2 separate regions of the Rattus norvegicus genome follow, and region 1 is linked to region 2. Evidence: chromatin contacts called from public Hi-C data. All regions are on one chromosome and are shown on one strand. Each heading gives the region's core, a stretch centred on a gene start, on an enhancer-like site or on the middle of the called end of the contact. The rest is flanking DNA. Distances are from core to core; before and after follow the strand shown. Region 1 overlaps Myo5b (myosin Vb). Region 2 holds the start of Cxxc1 (CXXC finger protein 1).

Region 1 (3,422 bases), core at 611-3,110, 490 kb after region 2:
ATCTTACAAAGCCTCCACTGAAGCCTCTGCTCCTCCCTTCCACGGCCCCACACAGACACCATCCTACTTCTGTCTCTCTGCACTGCCTAGATGCCTCCTGCCGTGGACTCAAGGCATTTATCTTCTGGTGACAGCGTACACATTTAACTTAATGCATTCAGCATTCGTTCATGCTGTATGCGCTGCCGTCCCGGCTCAGGCACTTAACTCGCTATGGTCCCTCAGCTGGCTGGACTCTGCCTTGCCTTCCTCACTCGGAGCAGACAGACTCCGCCCATCCTGTCATCATGGGATGCTGACAAGCATATCACTGGATTAAAAGTTTTTTTAGAAAGTTAGGGGTTGGGGATTTAGCTCAGCGGTAGAGCGCTTGCCTAGCGAGCGCAAGGCCCTGGGTTCGGTCCCCAGCTCCGGAAAAAAAAAAAAAAAAAAGAAAGTCACAAAGCATACGGCCACACGAAGCCTTAGGAAGCCCTATTAGTGGCGTGTTGCTTACAACTTTCAACTTGAGGATGGGCATAGCTTTGCTGTCCCACTACATATGTACATTCATACATACATACACACACACACATATGCATACATACACACACATATGCACACACATACACACACATACACACATATACATACACACATACACACACATACACACATACACATATGCACACACATACACACACATACACTCACACGCACACTCATATACTCACACGCACACACATACACACATATACATACACACACATACACACATACACACATATACTCACACATACACACATACACATACACACATACACATACACACACATACACATATACATACACAGACACCTATACACATACATACATATACACACATACACATACACACACACTTATACTCACACACATACACACACACACGCATACATACACATACATACACATACACACACATACACACACATACACATATACATACACAGACACCTATACACATACATACATATACACACATACACATACACACACACTTATACTCACACACATACACACACACACGCATACATACACATACATACACATACACACATACACACACATACACACACATACACACATACATACACATATGCACACACATACACACACATACACTCACACGCACACACATACACACATATACATACACACACATACACACATACACACATATACTCACACACATACACACATACACATACACACATATACACACACATATATACACATATACATACACAGACACCTATACACATATGTACATATACACACATACACATACACACACACTTATACTCACACACATACACACACGCATACACACACATACACATACACATATACATATACACACACATACACATACACACACATACACACACACATACACACACACATACACACACACACACACAGGGCTATCAGCCCAGCATTTCCACAAAGAAGAATCCCATGGCTAAATGTGCTCAGAGCACACGTTGCATCCTGGGCAAATGCTGCAGACCCGTTGCATCAGAAACATTTCTCTGAGAACTTGGGGTCATGAGTTCAGTTTCTAGCTCTTACCTGACCACTCATGCCATCAGAGAACCTGAGTCATGTGTGTCTTCATTAAAGAAGGAAAGTTGCTCTTGTGGTAGACAAAGTGAAGAGATGGGGTAGCCAAGGTGTTCCTCTTGGCTGTCTTGCAGAGACAAGAGCTCGAGTCAGAGAACAAGAAGCTGAAGAATGATCTGAATGAGCTGCGGAAGGCTGTAGCCGACCAAGCCATGCAGGATAACTCCACTCATAGCTCCCCCGACAGCTACAGCCTCCTACTGAACCAGCTCAAGCTGGCCAACGAGGAGCTGGAGGTCCGCAAAGAGGAGGTGCTGATCCTCAGGACCCAGATCATGAATGCTGACCAGCGCAGACTGTCCGGCAAGAACATGGTAATGAAGTGGCAGCCACGGTTGGGCTTGGTGGAATGACATTGAGGCATTAGGCCTGTGGGTTTGTGTGCCTTTACTCATGGAGGTCTTACACCTGAAGAGCAGGACCGCTGTCTTTGGGGTCTCTGAAAGCAGCATAAGGGTTTAGCGCCCCTTCTTCATGACCTTTTTCAAGAGGGGAAGCTAGAAATGTCTAGAATCTACTGAATTTAAGAAAATGGTCAAGGGGGCTAGAGAGGTGGCTCAGCAGGTAAGGGCACTTCACCGGTCTTGCAGAGGACCTGAGTTTAGCTCCTTGGCAGCTCACAACTGTCTATAAATCCATCCCCATGTGGATCTGATGCCATCTTCTGGCCTCCAGAGGCACTGCACCTGAATGTACAGACATGCATGCATGCTTTGATTTAAAAAACAAAAAGCAAAAAATTTTTGAAAGAAAATGTTCAAAAGAAACAAGACATAGATCGATAAACTCAGGGCTGTTTCTTCATGCCCTGTCTCTTCATTTTGTTCCGGGGAGATTTCTCTAAGCCTTTACAGGAAGGGTCTCCTTCCTATTTGTTTCTGACGGTCTGACCTTCTAGGACAGCTTATACAGTGAGAGGGAGGGATTCAAGTTTTCCTGGGTCATCCAATGGGTTCTACTAGGCGAGGCCACTCTACACATGGGCCCTGAGTGGGGCTTGGGAGATAAAGCACTTCAGTAATAAGGTTTCAATCGTGGCCTCTGATGCTTGTTCCTCCCAGGGGCCCTCTCAGCTCCCACCCCAACCCCCAGTGCTTGCACTCATAGCCAAGCCTTGCTAAGACTGTGTGTCCTCCCACCCAAGACGGCCTTTTGAAGCCATGCTCCTGCCTTTATTTAACAGGAACTATCTATTTCTCTAGGTCTGCCTCTTTTCCCTAAAAGCCCATTGATATACTTCCTTATTAGAAAGCTATTTCCTAGAAGTTGTACAACTAGAGTTTTGTTTGTTTTTGTTTTTTAATTTGGGGTCCTCTAGGAGCCGAACATCAATGCCAGAACAAGTTGGCCCAACAGCGAGAAGCACGTGGACCAGGAAGATGCCATTGAGGCCTATCACGGGGTCTGCCAGACAAACAGGTAGGGCCCACCTCCGAGCTGTGCCTGGAAGGTCATTGGAGGGCTGGGGACAGGAGGGTTCACTGTCCAGCCTAGCATGTTACGACCTGTTCCTCAGGAACTGGCCATCCGCCCAGCACTGGGGAATTAATTGTTAGAAAGAATCCTGCCAGAGGCAAGCATCGGTTAAAGTTGCTGGGAGCAATTAACCCTTCAGAAGGCCCCGGAAGGCGATGGCTGAGTCTGAAGGCTCAAGTGCTTAGGACTTTCAGATCTTCTGCTGCAGATGGGGATGGGGAAACTGAGGCCCAGAAGGATTGAGCAGTTTCGAGCACATGGCTGGCCTATAGCTGAACCAAGGTAGAATCCAGGAAGGCTGG
Region 2 (3,600 bases), core at 873-3,372:
TCAGGGGACTCCTACTCCCTCTTCTGGCCTCCAAGGGCACTGCGTGCATATGACAGGAATGACTAGACACACAGACTTTTAAAAAAAATTACAAACAAATAATTCTCTTTTTTCTCCCCCAGGACAGGGTCACTCTTTCAAGTCAGGGTTTCTCTTTTGAGACAGTTTCTCTTTCAAGACAGGGTTTTGGTACAGCCTTAGCTATGCTGGAATTCATTCTACATGTGTCTGCCTGCCTCTGCCTCTGCCTCCTGAGTTCTGGGATTAGGCATGTACTACAACTTTACTTCTATATAAGCTGCAGAATAATGCCAAAGCACACACACTTTATCCATTTCTTCGTCTGTTTTGTTAGGCTTTTTTGAGATAGAGTCTTTAGCCCAGGATGATTTTAAACCTCCACCTCTGTCACATGGTAAGTTCACAGGAGAGCATACATAGACCTTAAAGTTGACTAGAAAGTCTTTGTTTACTGTGGTGACGCAAGAGGTTTTCCCAAATCATGTAGCCCCAGGCCTTACCACTGTTGGTCTTTTAAGCACAAAAACCGCATTCCAGGTTGACACACGTTAGTTAACAAGACTAGTTAGCAAGAAGGAGAAGGACAGAGGCCAAAAGCAAGGTTAGTATGTTTAGGGACTTTCCCAGACCCATCCTGGAACCAGTGACTTAGTCTTTGATTCCGTTTTGTCACGCAGACTAGGTCTTTGTTCCTGTTGGTTCCGAGGCCTGAATGATGTTTTTTATTTTCGGTGTCAGTTGATTTAAGTGTGGAAGTCAAAAACCATTTGTGGTTGTCAGTCCTCACCTCCCATCCTCCTGTCTAAGTTCTGGGAATAGAACTCAGGTTGCCAGGCTGGGCTACAAGGGTCTTTCCTGGCTAAGCTGTTTCACTGGCCCTAAGAACTCTTTTCATTATTTGTTTTTGTAATACTAGGAGTCGAACTAAGGCCCTTCGTACTTTTACTTGGGAATTACTGTACTTGGCACTGTTTTCACTTCAGGGCTATGTAATTAATATCGTGATAATACTGGCTCTGAATGTCTTTTCTAACACTCATTTCATTTATTTATTTATTTATTTATTTATTTATTTATTTATTTATTGGTCTCCTTCTCTATGCCCCTAAACTCCCAATAGGGTTTCAAAATTGTGCAAGCTGGACTTCAACTCTAGGCAAGCCTTGTTAATTTGCATCCTTTAACCCCAGCCCCATCAGTGCTGGTATTACCAGCATATGCCACCATGCTCAAGAAGTTAAGACTTTTTTTTCAGTCAGAAGTGATCACTCATGACTTTAATCCCACTACCTGAGAGGGAGAGGCAGGTGGATTTCTGTGAGTTTGAGGACGGCCTGATGTACACAGTGAGTTGAAGCACAGCTAGGACTAGAGAGACTCTGTCCCAAAAAAACAAAAACAAACAAAAAAAAAACCCAAAACAAAACAAAAAAACAAAGCAAAACAAAAAACTAGGCCTAGCTAAAAAACATGATTTGGGAGGCAGATAAAAGTGGAGCAAGAACTGGGCCAGGTACTGGCACGACATTTATTTCCCTCTCCGGAGGCCTGGCATTCCCATTGATAAGCATCGAAGGGTAAATGATTGGATGCAGGAATGAATGAGACACATGTAGGCAGTAACAGGATTAACCAGTCTGTGGCAGCAGCAGACACTGTACGGAGTCAAATATCAAGTTGGCCACGCCCTTCGGAAGCCGTGATCCGGAAGCTACTGTTTGTTGCCTAGGAACGCACGGAGCCCGCCTGATGACGCTAATCAGCTGACGACATCTGCGTCCCAACGTCGAAGCAAATGCGGCCATATTGCCCTCTGGCGGCCACCGTACGGACTTGACTGACAAGGTGGCGGCGCGCTCGGACGACCCGAACTGTAGGCGCAGCCATACTTCCCGGAACGTATGGTCTCCGCTGTCTTACGGACTGGATGGTCAAGATGGCGGCGACAAGGAGACATTCGAGGCTCTAGATGGGCGACCTATTTGTTTGCCGCTAAGCGGTCGCGCCAGGCGTGGGGAGTGAGAGTGCGGGACCGCGGAGGCGGGACCAGTGGCGGAAGTAGTTGCGGGTGCCTTTGCTACCGCGGCCGAGGGGCTTGTTCAGCTTCGCGGGTTGCTGCGCGGGGTCCAGAGAGGGTGCTCTGTGAGCGGAGATATGGTGAGTACCTGGTCGGATCGGGGTTCAGAGGCAGAGGTCGGAGGGGTTGGCAACCGCTGCCTATTGGCAGGCGCACGGGGTTCCTGGCGAGCTGTGTGCCCAGTCTCTGGGCCGGTGAGTGAAGGGGTGTGATGAGGTTTGAGGTGAACCATCTGTGAGTTCTTTGATGAACCGTTGTAGGGGGTCCGTAGTGGAAGTTCAGTGGGGACTCCAGATGGCAGTTTTGTGGGAAACCTTCACGCGAAGTACCTTCGTCAGAGAGATAAGGACTTGGCCATGAATGTATTTGCACAGGCTCTGGAGAACCGGCATTGGGGGTGGGGTCCACGAGCTAAGTTATAGACACTTGTGGGAAGTCGGGATGGGACGACAGCAGAATAAATTTAAGTGCTCTCCGTGTAGAACTCTTGAATGGGACAGTTTGGTTGAGTGTATGCGATGAGCAGTCAGAGTGACAGGATGCTTGACAGTGTGATGGGAGGTCTGAGTGATGGGGAAGTAGAACACAAAGTAATGAGGCCCAGGACTAGGTGAGGAGGGTCTGGGTGAACTATAACGGAAAGGCTAACGGGAAGTCCGAAGACACAGTTGGAATTTGTGGCTATCCACGGTGGAGCTGTGAAGAGGGAATTAAGGAGCCATCATGGGGGTGGGTCTCACAGGAAGGAGATGGCTCAGACCTGGAACCTCCAGATGCTGGGGAGGACAGCAAGTCTGAGAATGGGGAGAACGCCCCCATCTACTGCATCTGTCGCAAACCGGACATCAATTGCTTCATGATGTGAGTTTGGGAGAAGCAGGTGGGCTGATGCCTGGCAGGGGCGGGAACCCGGTGAAGCGGACCCACCCCTCACATCTCCACCACTTGCTCTATTCTATGCAGTGGATGTGACAACTGCAACGAGTGGTTTCATGGGGACTGCATCCGCATCACCGAGAAGATGGCCAAGGCCATCCGGGAATGGTACTGTCGCGAGTGCCGAGGTGAGGCTTGTGCATGGGCAGTGAAGGAGGTGGACTCCAAGAGATGAAGGAGCTGTAATGGGAGGGATCCTGGGTGATAATGGTGTCCTGTGTGGCCAGAGTGATCGTTGGTCTGTGGTGAATTGGAAGGCCAGCTCCAATGTGAGCAATTGTGGAAGAACCCAAAGGAAGGGGCAGCTCTCCCATAGCGTGAGCTGGACAAGTAGGTGGGGCAGGAAAAGAGAAAGAGGTTCTGGGACCATTCAAACCTCTCCTCCAAACCCACCTTGGCTCCACTCTTTGCCTCACAGAGAAGGACCCGAAGCTGGAGATTCGTTACCGCCACAAAAAGTGCCGGGAGAGGGATGGCAGTGAGCGGGACGGCAGTGAGCCCCGGGATGAGGGAGGAGGGCGCAAGAGGCCTGCTTCAGATCCAGAACTGCAGCGCCGGGCAGGGTC

The links. Hi-C and Micro-C count contacts between places; a contact is called where the count stands out from the background.
Region 1: a Hi-C map of the A7r5 cell line shows a contact between it and region 2, with 8 times the contacts expected there. The contact joins the enhancer-like site here to the promoter of Cxxc1 in region 2. A contact is called at or near these places in 2 of 12 Hi-C or Micro-C datasets (the A7r5 cell line and frontal cortex).

The regions. Positions count from the first base shown.
Region 1 is chr18:70,578,956-70,582,377 of GRCr8, forward strand. It overlaps Myo5b (myosin Vb), which reads left to right. Exons shown (of 40, transcript NM_017083.2): 28 at 1,719-1,958; 29 at 2,963-3,063. Among named protein-coding and RNA genes, the nearest start is that of Acaa2, 40 kb to the right of the region's middle. Within about 2 kb of position 1,861, at least 1 of the 93 cell types and tissues checked has an H3K27ac peak or open chromatin away from gene starts, as enhancers often do. A contact at or near this core is called in the A7r5 cell line, where this site is marked.
Region 2 is chr18:70,086,604-70,090,203 of GRCr8, forward strand. Cxxc1 (CXXC finger protein 1) reads left to right here and starts at 2,123. Exons shown (of 15, transcript NM_001079698.1): 1 at 2,123-2,178; 2 at 2,841-2,959; 3 at 3,062-3,162; 4 at 3,453-3,600. The coding sequence starts at 2,176.